2 separate regions of the Bombyx mori genome follow, and region 2 is linked to region 1. A link is a contact called in public Hi-C data. All regions are on one chromosome and are shown on one strand. The core of a region is the stretch at or near the end of the contact, and the rest is flanking DNA. Distances in the headings are between cores, read along the strand shown.

Region 1 (5,647 bases), core at 361-2,860:
TATTCACGTTACGATGTCTATAGGTTACGGTAACCAGTTAACACCATGTGAGACTCTTAGTCCATGCAATGTTCTTCTTCTGCATGCCCTTAACCCACATTATGAGGAGTCAGCGTGGCGCATACCCTTGTCATGATGCATTTGGCGTGAGTATTACGAGCGACCGCCTGCTTAAAATTAACATTCTTCGCGTTATTTCTCAAAAAGTAAGTCTTTCTATATATTCATAATAATTTTCACAAAAATATGGAGGAACAAAACAATTTTGATACTTAAAACTTAAAACCTCAAACTAGAAAACTCAGAGAGGGTCAACTTTTTTCGAAAAGGATAACGTCCCCTTAATTTATTTCTAATTTTTTTTTTCCTCCTCAAATTAATATCTAAAGTACGATTGGTTAGAAGTCTTGTCGGTTCGCTATCAGCCACGCAGTAAACACATTGCCCGATCTGCCAAGGCTGGATTGCTTTTTCTCCTATCGACACCTAATCACGTAAAAGGTGGATGAGGAGAGTCGAAGACCGGGCTCAGTGGTGTGGATTGGGAGAGGCCTATGTCCAGAACTGGATGATTGTGGGCTATGATGATGATGATAATGAATCACGCAAGATCGACCATAGTATGTACATGGGCTTCCGTAACCACTTAACATGCTCACCTACGCCAATTACAAAGGTAAGGCCTCCTAGGTAACCGATTACCGATTACATGTGTACATTCCTTAATATTTATTACATTATAGAAGTTTGTTATGAGAGTCATGGTAAAACATAATGCAAATATTTAATTTAATCTCGACTCGTACGTTTTGTACCCTAATGAATACCATAAACAGATTTATTATTCTTGCAAATAAAACATGCAAAGGATATCATCAAGCAACAATGTGCCGAATAAAAAATCGCTAACGAACAAACAGAATTCGTGGCTAACTTATATGGACCAGTCATTCGCTGTGTACACAACGTATCAGAGCTATGGAATATTCTAATTAGCAGAATTATCGTACCTCTAGCGGTACGATCAGATGAAACGTTAATCAATTCGAATTCGTAACTAGATTAGAAATACCTTGAGTCTCGCTGTGAATTTATTATATATATATATATATACGAACCGGTAACCGATCGTTAAATTGGAGCACAAGGATTTCCCGTTCGCGTGAGGAGCTATTCCAAATATTTCCAAGTTTGAAAACACAATTACAAGCGATAGATGCAAACAGAAAACATTTGCGCGTTCACAAGGCCGGCCGGTCGACGATCAGTCAAGGGCGTTCGCTAGACACTGTACGTATCCACCGTAGATACGTCCACGTTATTTTTACGTTCGCTCAATTGAGAAAGCGGAGAATCGGGTGGTGTATCAAAGTATCCGATACTAGAAAAATATAGACGAGATAGAAAGACGAAGGTCAACTCGTAACCGGTTTAAAAGTAAAAGTGAGCGCGGCGGCGGCGCGGTCGCGTGTCCACCCACTAAATCCTCATTACGGGCATCGTCGAAGGCATAATTGTCGGCAACAAGGCGCGCTCAGCCTTGGCCGTGACCGGGCACGCATAGTGCTTATTTTAGCGATCGTGACGCGGCGTGATGTAACACTCGTTATGTAACTGGCGGCGTGCGCTGCGACGCTGCGTGACGCCGCACTATCCCACCCGAGAAAAAGCGAAAGCATCTCGGGAATGCGAAAAATACGATCAGTAATGCCCGCTGCGGATACATCGCCACTCCGACGCGCGTGAACTCATCAACGTATCCAAATAAATGAACGATGCACGCGTAACAACTGTCGTACAGTGTGCGCAATTCATCATGGTGAAATAAATACAAGATCGCCCCGAACACCCCTTTCCGAGAAACGATTACATTGAATTCAGAACTTGATTAATGCCGAATGAGGGAAGCTTGTAATGAGTATCGATTATCGTGTTGCAACATGCGATTTGTATGTTCATTACCCGTTGAGAAAATTTATTTTTATTCAATACAAAAGCGGTGTGAAATGCCATAGGTAAACGACATCGCAGTATCATGGCTAAGATTAACAAGCTACAACAAGATTATCTACAAATTAATTGGTCGGGCCACCGTTCTATGCAGTTTCATCCGTATTTATATATCTTTTTATAAATTAATTATTCACTGATTATTATTGGAAACCCGACGTGCGCTTTTAGAGCATAATTTTAATGTAAATCCCATTCATTCGAATGTAAATCATCATTTGACTATTAATTATGTATCAGAGGTATGCATAATGCAACAATTTTATATTACTATAGTTTTGTACATTGTACGAAACTGTCATATTAAAATTCAGAACTTCATTCATGAGCGGACGGGAGTGGGACAATAAGGAAATACGCGGAAACCGTTCTACGCGTATTTGCGAATTCACGTAATTGACAGTCGGGACACGGTCGCGGCAAATTTCTACAGATTTAAGATACAAACGCCCAAACTGTCACCTATCAAATTTGAACCTTGTAACAATGTAAATAAGGGGACGGGCCTCAATGGTGATTTGCAAAATGTAAGCGAGCGCTCGGTGCGCAAGCGAAGTTGCGTTGGCAATTTGGTCACGCGCGTGCTTTCTTCGTGGGTTTTGCGCGCAAATCTGTTTAAACGCTTCGATAACGGTAGATGGTGGCGGCGCGAAGGAATGCCACAATTTCCAAAGCGACACTCGACGACAATGCAACACTTTACAATTGTTTACATTCAAAATTTCAGCGTGTCATGAAGTTTTTCTTAAACACAACCAATCGAACCATTTGAACGACTATCTTGTCGCTTGGTTCACTCTAATAATATTTTTTTTTTATTGCTTAGATGGTTGGACGAGCTCACAGCCCACCTGGTGTTAAGTGGTTACAGGAGCCCATAGACATCTAGAACGTAAATACGCCACCCACCTTGAGATACAGGTTCTAAGGTCTCAAGTATAGTTACAACGGCTGCCCCACCCTTCAAACCGAAACGCATTACTGCTTCATGGCACAAATAGGCATTTTATCTGCCTAGCAACAAAATTCATGTAATTAAATCAAAACGAACGCTTAAAATATTCTACAAACGAACAATTAATGAGTTAGCGTGAAACGAAACAGCGTGTATTATGTGATGGTAGTGCAGTCGTACGCTATTGGCTGACAAGTTAATTAGAAATGGATATTATGCGTGTTGGACGGTAACCGCACGCTTGCACGGAGCCTCGGCCTAATGAGTCGTAATTGCAGGTAAAAGGACGCAAGTTGTCATGCGCGAAACTGTCGAAGCGGCCGGCCGGTCTCTACGACAAGTGCTTTGCGAATTTGAAAAGTCACTAAGAGCCTGGAAGGCGTAAATTAACCGGTTACCATACTAGAAGACATGCAGTGTGCTTGGTGTGAGTTTTTTAACGTTCTCGTTAGCGTAAAAGTTAAGCCAATTTTGTATGCAGTTGGAACAGCGCCCCTACCGGCAAACGTACGCAAACGATCCCATTCCATACAAATATGAGTTAACTTTTACGCTATCGAGAACGTTAAGAAACTCGCACTAAGCACACTGAATTACAGAATTAATTGAAGCTACGTGAGTTGTCACTGGTGGGTCATTGAGCAAAACGACTAAATCACTCGACATACAGCCTTTGTTATCTGAACTGCGGTTTAAAATATCAATCGTGAATCTAGTAGGCAGACGAACGTATGGCCCACCTAATGGTGAGTGCTTACCGTCGCCCATGGGCTTCAGCAATACCAGGAGCAGAGCCAAGTCGCTGCCTACCGTTAAGTACTAAGTGCTGAAATAGATAAATGTTTATAAAAATAATTAGACTTACCGAGCCACCATGCGCCGACCCATTTTGGGTCGCTGGAATCGAATCCTGGATCGACTAGAGGATTGACGTAGACCCTCGTGCAAAACGCACCGAGCATGAATCCCAGCGCCGGTCCGATCACCCTGATGCCAATCGTGATAGCTGATGACAACAATAAAAAAATATATAAATACAACATCTCTATTTAATTGTCAGGTTACTTTATAATTTAACGCAAATTTATGAGCATTCATCTAGACATAAACCTATACAATCGAAACAAAATATGAAAATGTCCAAGCACAATGAACAACAACTAAGCATGCTATTTCTCACGAGACATTTAATCTTATTACATTAAAATTATCAGAATCGATTGCAACACACATCTTAAAAAAAATACTTTCACACTTGAACGCTCTACTGAGTAACAGTGATTCTTCAAGATCTACTGAACAATTCTAATTAGTATTAAAACAATCGCAGATGGAAAGATTGTTGCTATGTAAAACGCGAGGGTTCGCCTTAGAGAACGGACCGCGGTCGTTTATCTCAATAGGGCTAGGGCACGGGGGCTAATTGCGGGTCATTGAACCGGTCACAATAAATTAACGTATGAAGTATTGGCGATGTCAACGATCCTTTGGCATTCGACGCGCATCCACTTGTCGAACGCAACACGTGATCGAGCGACGCGTCAACAAACAACTCGACTCCTATGTAAATTCATTTAATTACAATTTAATGCGATTCATTTGCAAGCAGAGTTTATTTATTACACACGACCACACCTCCGCCGGACAAATATTGAAGGCGCGCGTTTACAGTATTTTAATTTTACTATCTAATTTATTAATGGAACGGACGACAGTTAGGATATTTCTTTTTCTAAATGTTCATCCATTAATTATAAATTTAATCCAAATTCTTATTACGATTCGAAATATATTTTTTATGTTGAATAATAACGTAATTAATCATATGATAATTTTCATATTTTAGAGAATATGTTCGCAATCCTATAAAAGTTACGAATTTGCTTTTTTTTTATTGCCCTTGTAGGCAGACGAGCATACGGCCCACATGATGATGAATGGTTTACGTCGTCCATGGACTTCAGCAATACCAGGGGCAGAGCAAACCCGCTGCCTACCGATCTTTTCTCATTAATCAAGCAAAAACAATAATTAACTCTCCATACTTTAAAGAACTTTTTTTTTTTTTATTGCTTAGATGGATGGGCGATCTCACAGCCCACCTGGTGTTAAGTGGTTACTGGAGCCCATAGACATCTACAACGTAAATGCGCCACCCACCTCGAGATATAAGTTCTAAGGTCTCAGTATAGTTACAACGGCTACCCCACCCTTCGAACCGAAACGCATTTCTGCTTCACGGCGGAAATAGGCGGGGTGGTGGTACCTACCCGTGCGGACTCACAAGAGGTCCTACCACCAGTGAAAAGTTCACCAGTTCGTTGACAGGTGCCAAATGCAACGTATCACAAAACGGCCCCATCAAAATGATAATCAATAAAGTACTTGTAGCGCTCATCGACACTATCTCGATGGGCCGAGGGAGAAGTTTTGAGTCACGAAAGGACTGTCCCAGATAACGAAATTAAATCGAAACCAGTTATAATAAAATAACGAAGAACCGCTCCGGGTTCGGTGACCGGCAAACAATCAGGTACTTAGGGTTCTGAATGTAATCTTTCCGAGAAGCGGACAGCCATCGTTTGCCAAAAAACCAATGTGCGTTCAACTCGCGCGCTGATTATCGAACATGCAATATCCTATTGTGTTTTTATTTATTGAAACAGTACTCATATTTGTTAC
Region 2 (5,645 bases), core at 1,093-3,592, 47 kb after region 1:
GCACTACGAAGTCTGCCGTGTCAGCTAGTTTATTATAAATTAAGAAAATAGGAAATCTTCTACGAAAGTTTTGAAGTTATAAAATACGCTTCGAAAACTGTAATTTATTATTGATTTCTCCACTATTTAATGGATGTTATTATACATATAAACCTTCTTCTTCAATCACTCTATCTATTAAAAAAAACCGCATCAAAATCCGTTGCGTAGTTTTAAAGATTTAAGCATACATAGGGACAGACAGATATAGGGACAGAGAAAGCGACTTTGTTTTATACTATGTAATGATAATTTGTGACCGACCACAATTTATTAGCACAAATGAAATCATTCTGTCCTGATTTCGTTAATTTTATACGAAGGTGAAACGTTAACGAAAACAACAAATTACAAAGTAAATCTCGGTTGAGTTCGTTAAAATTGTTTTTGGGAAGTTCATGACGAGTCTACAAATTGAACCATCCATTAGGTACATGAAAATGTTTAAGGCCACAAAACGACGTCGTCCTAATTTGGTTTAAGTAATCTCTCGAGACATTCCGTGTGTTTAATTAACCAAAACATTAAACGCTTTGTACATTTTTAAGACTGATAAAAAAACCCGTATATACCAGACCGGGATTCTCAACTCAATGATTCATGGAGCATAAAAATTATGAGGCTCCTTTTGAAGCGTAACGCAAACGTACAATTTTTATTTATTGCTTGGACGTGTGGACGAGCTCACAGCCTACCTGATGTTAAGTGGTTACTGGAGCCCATAGACATCTACAACGTAAATGCGCCACCCACTTTGAGACATAAGTCCTAAGGTCTCAGTATAGTTACAACGGCTGTCCCACCATTCCAACAGAAACGCATTACTGCTTCACGGCAGAAATTGGCGGGGTGGTGGTACCTACCCATGCGGACTCAAAAGAGGTCCTACTACAAGTAAAGAGCAAGCATTTGTTTTTTTAACATTTCATAAAGAACTTATTATTTTCGGTAACATTTTTATATTGAAAAACAGGATCGTGTTATCGAAACGCGGTAAATATATTCATTCCAATAATATTTCGTAACGTTTGGATAAAGGGAGATATCACTGTTTGCATTGGCAACGTGAATTACATACATATGTATATGTCTGTTTATTTATTGGGAATTTTTGGAACGAAGTACCTTATGGGACGATGCGGTCGGGTACACTAACCGGGAAAAAACGTCCGTAACGTAATATTTTTATTATTTATGTATAGTCTTAGTATGATAGCTATACAGTATATAATGTATAGTCTAAGTGATGACGGTTATTATTATTATTGATATAAATAGCTGTTTCTTTGTTGTATATTATTATATATTTTTTATAAATCATTTTGAATAAAATAAAGTTGATAATTTTGTAAAGTAGTTTTATTTTTATTAAATAATTAGTTTCTTTATACCTCGAATAGAACTTAAAATTAATATTTTTATAATAAGGTACTTCGTTCCCATCCGGTGTCCCACGACACCACACATCTTTTTTTATCATTTTACGCTACACGACAAAGTTTAAAACCAAAAGGATGCTAATAAAACACAACTAATGTAACTTTCATTAATGAAATCTGACTTGAAACGGGTATTCTCTCCGCGAATAACCCCAGACCTATGTCGTGCCTGTACGCGACAAAACACACGCACCGATCTCCAGCACTGATATGTTAATTTTATTGCACCAGCTTAAAAAAGATCCCAACCGGTTTTTTTATTTATTTCGAAAAGGAACGTAAGTGACACAAAATTACGACCTTCATGCGCATACAAACATACAGAGTGCCGATGTTTAAAAACGAGAACCTACAAAAAAAAAATTAAACATATTTACGAGTTTCTATATCATCGAAAAAAAAAAAAAAACAATATGTAAATGTTAGAGCATCTAAACGATATTTTACGATACGAATTTTGAAACTGAACATTTGCATGTATTTCATAACTGCTTGCGTAATATATCTAAATGGTCTAGTTCGAAACGCGAACGATCAAAAGTATCAACTTGTGACTTACGAAGATTTTCGGCGACGATATGACGATCCTCTGCAAACACTGGACGCACGTTGAAATTCGCGGATATGATCTAATGTGTAACGATACGACGCGGTTTATAATGGCTCCAGTTTTTATTTCGTTTAGAACCGGTAGTCTGTCCGAGGGGCCTCAACGCTCCGGGGGTATCACTTATCAATCGTTATTCCGATGATTATTGGCGGTAATTTGTTACCGAATGGCGTCGCGTTTCGCGTGCTGGCCGACCACGGAGTGCCGGCATGGAGGCGTCGCTCTTGTAAACAAAACGTACTGGTGGGGGCCACGCCGAAAAGCCTGGTCGAATAGTCACCGCTCACTTACGTCACAGCTCCTCTGTACCGATCTTACCGAGTGAGAATGCGTTCCGAATTTCCTAACCCAGAAACGGCTATCTTCAGTCACCCCCTCGTAAAAATATGATCAAATGCACTAAATACTGATTAATAATTCCTATTTTTTTTTTTTTTATTACCCTTGTAGGCAAACGAGCATACGGCCCACCTGATGGTGAGTGGTTACCGTCGCCCATGGACTTCAGCAATGCCAGGGGCAGAGCCAAGCCGCTGTCTACCGCTTAATACTCTCCACAAGCCTCGTTTGAAGAAGGACATGTCATAGCGCTCGGGAAACACCGTGGAGGTGAGCTCATTCCATAGCCGGATGGTACGTGGCAAAAAAGACCTCTGGAAACGCACTGTGGATGACCGCAGTGGCTCCAGGTAGTATGGATGAACTCTACTCCGGTGGCGGGCGGTGCGATGGTAAAAACGAGATGCCGGTATCATCTCGAACAATTCCTCAGAGCACTATTTTAGCTTATCGAGCAGTCCTGTTCATTTGCTGACAGTAAAATTACACGCGAACCTAAATAATACATAGAGGCGAGTCTAATGGACCGACAGATAATGAGGTTATCAACCACAAAAAGGTTATTTCTAAGGCAAAATCGTTTTCGGTATTACACTAAAATAAGAAACAGAGGAATTATGATAATAATTTTATCCGAGAAAAGCCGTTATCATAATTGAAACTAGCGAATTATTTCCACATTAGTTATAAAATTTTATTGAACTCATTTGAAAAAGTCAATAGGAAACTCACTTGTTTTACAAATATCATAATGCTTATTCAAACGCATTCATTATTATAAAAATAAAAACCTTCATCCGTCCTAATGTATTCCTCAAATAAACAAGTCACTCAACAGTCACCCTTCGAACACAGACCTTCTGTAGCAGTTCAGAAACCTTTTCGCGTCTAAAGAAACCGTTGCAGAAAATAAAAAATTGTTTTGTTATTAATAGTTCTCCATTTATTTGTCGTCAGAAGAAAAAAAAATACATTTTTCAAAGAACAAATTCAGCTGAGTATACTCGGGGTTCTCTAACCACACACGAAGGCTGTGTTTACTGAAACAAGATCGTTCGTGAACTATTAAATCCCGTCAAAACAAAACCCTTTGTTATTATTTTTTTCAGATCTTTGTTGTAAAAAGGACCAACGGACACCGAACATAAAACACAAATCTATTTTTAGAGGTTTTTTAACCTTATCACTGTTGTAAGTAAACGCTTTAATTCGGCGACATTATTTTTTTCCTTTGTTGGGACCTCTTGTGAGTCCGCACGGGTAGGTACCACCACCCTGCCTATTTCTGCCGTGAAGCAGTAATGCGTTTCGGTTTGAAGGGCGGGGCAGCCGTTGTAATTTTACTGAGACCTTAGAACTTATATCTCAAGGTGGGTGGCGCATTTACGTTTTATATGTCTATGGGCTCCAGTAACCACTTAACACCAGGTGGGCTGTGAGCTCGTCCACCCATCTAAGCAATAAAAAAAAATAATATAAAAACCATTCATTGTTAGCATGTTTGATGAATTGGACATTAAGAGGGAGCTTAGGGCTTTGGCTGTGAGAGCTAACATGCTCGCCCGCAGATTCGCACGGTGTAAGGATGAAGTCAAGCACACACTATTTAGGGCATATTGTCAGTCCTTTTACACCTGCAGTCTGTGGACTGAGTACACTCAAAAGACGTTTGGAGCCCTGCGCGTCCAATACAACAAGGGCTTCAAGGCACTGATGGGGCTGTCTCGGTACTGTAGCGCGTCGACGATGTTTGCGGAGGCTCACATAGATGGCTTTTACGCGATCATTCGTAAGCGCGTGGCCTCCGCGTGGTGCCGGCTCCGGGTCAGCCCGAACAGCCTCCTGGCCGCGATAGGGAGTCGCTATTGCTGCCCTATACTGAGGCACTGGAATGAAGTCCATGTTGGCTCAAGACCAGCCATGGTCAATGCAAAATTTTTTTTTTTTTTTTTATTGCTTAGATGGATGGACGAGCTCACAGCCCTCCTGGTGTTAAGTGGTTACTGGAGCCCATAGACATCCACAACGTAAATGCGCCACCCACCTCGAGATATAAGTTCTAAGGTCTCAGTATAGTTACAACGGCTACCCCACCCTTCGAACCGAAACGCATTACTGCTTCACGGCGGAAATAGGCGGGGTGGTGGTACCTACCCGTGCGGACTCACAAGAGGTCCTACCACCAGTGATTACGCAAATTATAATTTTGCGGGTTTGGTTTTTATTACACGATGTTATTCCTTCACCGTGGAAGTCAATTGTGAACATTTGTTGAGTACGTATTTCATTAGAAAAATTGGTACCCGCCTGCGGGATTCGAACACCGGTGCATCGCTACATACGAATGCACCGGACGTCTTATCCTTTAGGCCACGACGACTTCTATAATAAAATGAACTGCTTTTTTTAAAGAAAGATTTTGTATTACTAACACTACATATGGAATTTAATTCTGAAAAAAAAAAGTATTATTATTATTTTTGTATTGTGTTTCTCGAAATACTTAAGATATTTCGGTATAATGAAGATCACGGGCCTATGCCAAGTGAGCTTCATTTTCTACTTGCAGAATATTTATGTCTTCCTGCAAGAATTGACGGACTATGCGGCATGTGTTTAATATTGCGGCTTTTTGCATGGTCATGTACGTGTTCTCGGCTATGTCTAATATTTTTAAAGATTGGAGTAGGTGTTTAGGTATAACGCCTGTACTGGATAGCACCAGTGGTACGATTTCGGACGGACTTTGTTCATTTTCCAGATTCTTAAAATTTCTTCCTTTAATTCTGTATATTTATTTACTTTTTCAGCTATTGATTTCTGTATATTATTGGTGTTAGGAACTGCTATGTCTATTATATTATTATTGTTTCGTCCGTGACACAATAATGCCTATCGAGATACTAATAAAACATAAATTAGTATTGAAGTTTCACTGTTGGATGCGTGCCGCGGCAAGGCGGTTCGGCAGTTCCCAATCACGGGACCGCTGGTTTGAGAGGCTCACACTACCGTTCGACTTTACTTAATCGGATATAATATGTACATACATATGAGACCGTCAGCGCAAAAGTGGCCTGAGCTTACTATAGTAAGTATGGAGACAACGAGGTCTGAATTTACTTTTACACCTAATAGGAAAAAACAAAACGCGCAAAAATAAATGTTGACAAAGCCATCTGTTATCTATGGACGAAACTAGGGATAGGTCGGTTTTG

The links. Hi-C and Micro-C count contacts between places; a contact is called where the count stands out from the background.
Region 2: a contact with region 1 is called in a Hi-C map of midgut, with 2.0 times the contacts expected there. The contact joins two enhancer-like sites. A contact is called at or near these places in 4 of 7 Hi-C or Micro-C datasets (midgut, posterior silk gland and whole pupa).

The regions. Positions count from the first base shown.
Region 1 is chr5:2,789,666-2,795,312 of ASM3026992v2, forward strand. It overlaps LOC101741547 (solute carrier organic anion transporter family member 74D), which reads right to left. Exons shown (of 11, transcript XM_012695706.4): 3 at 3,831-3,971. Among protein-coding and RNA genes, the nearest start is that of Mir3367, 16 kb to the right of the region's middle. Within about 2 kb of position 1,611, at least 8 of the 8 cell types and tissues checked have open chromatin away from gene starts, as enhancers often do.
Region 2 is chr5:2,835,734-2,841,378 of ASM3026992v2, forward strand. All of the region lies in intron 1 of LOC101741547 (solute carrier organic anion transporter family member 74D), which reads right to left. Among protein-coding and RNA genes, the nearest start is that of LOC101741547, 20 kb to the right of the region's middle. Within about 2 kb of position 2,343, at least 6 of the 8 cell types and tissues checked have open chromatin away from gene starts, as enhancers often do.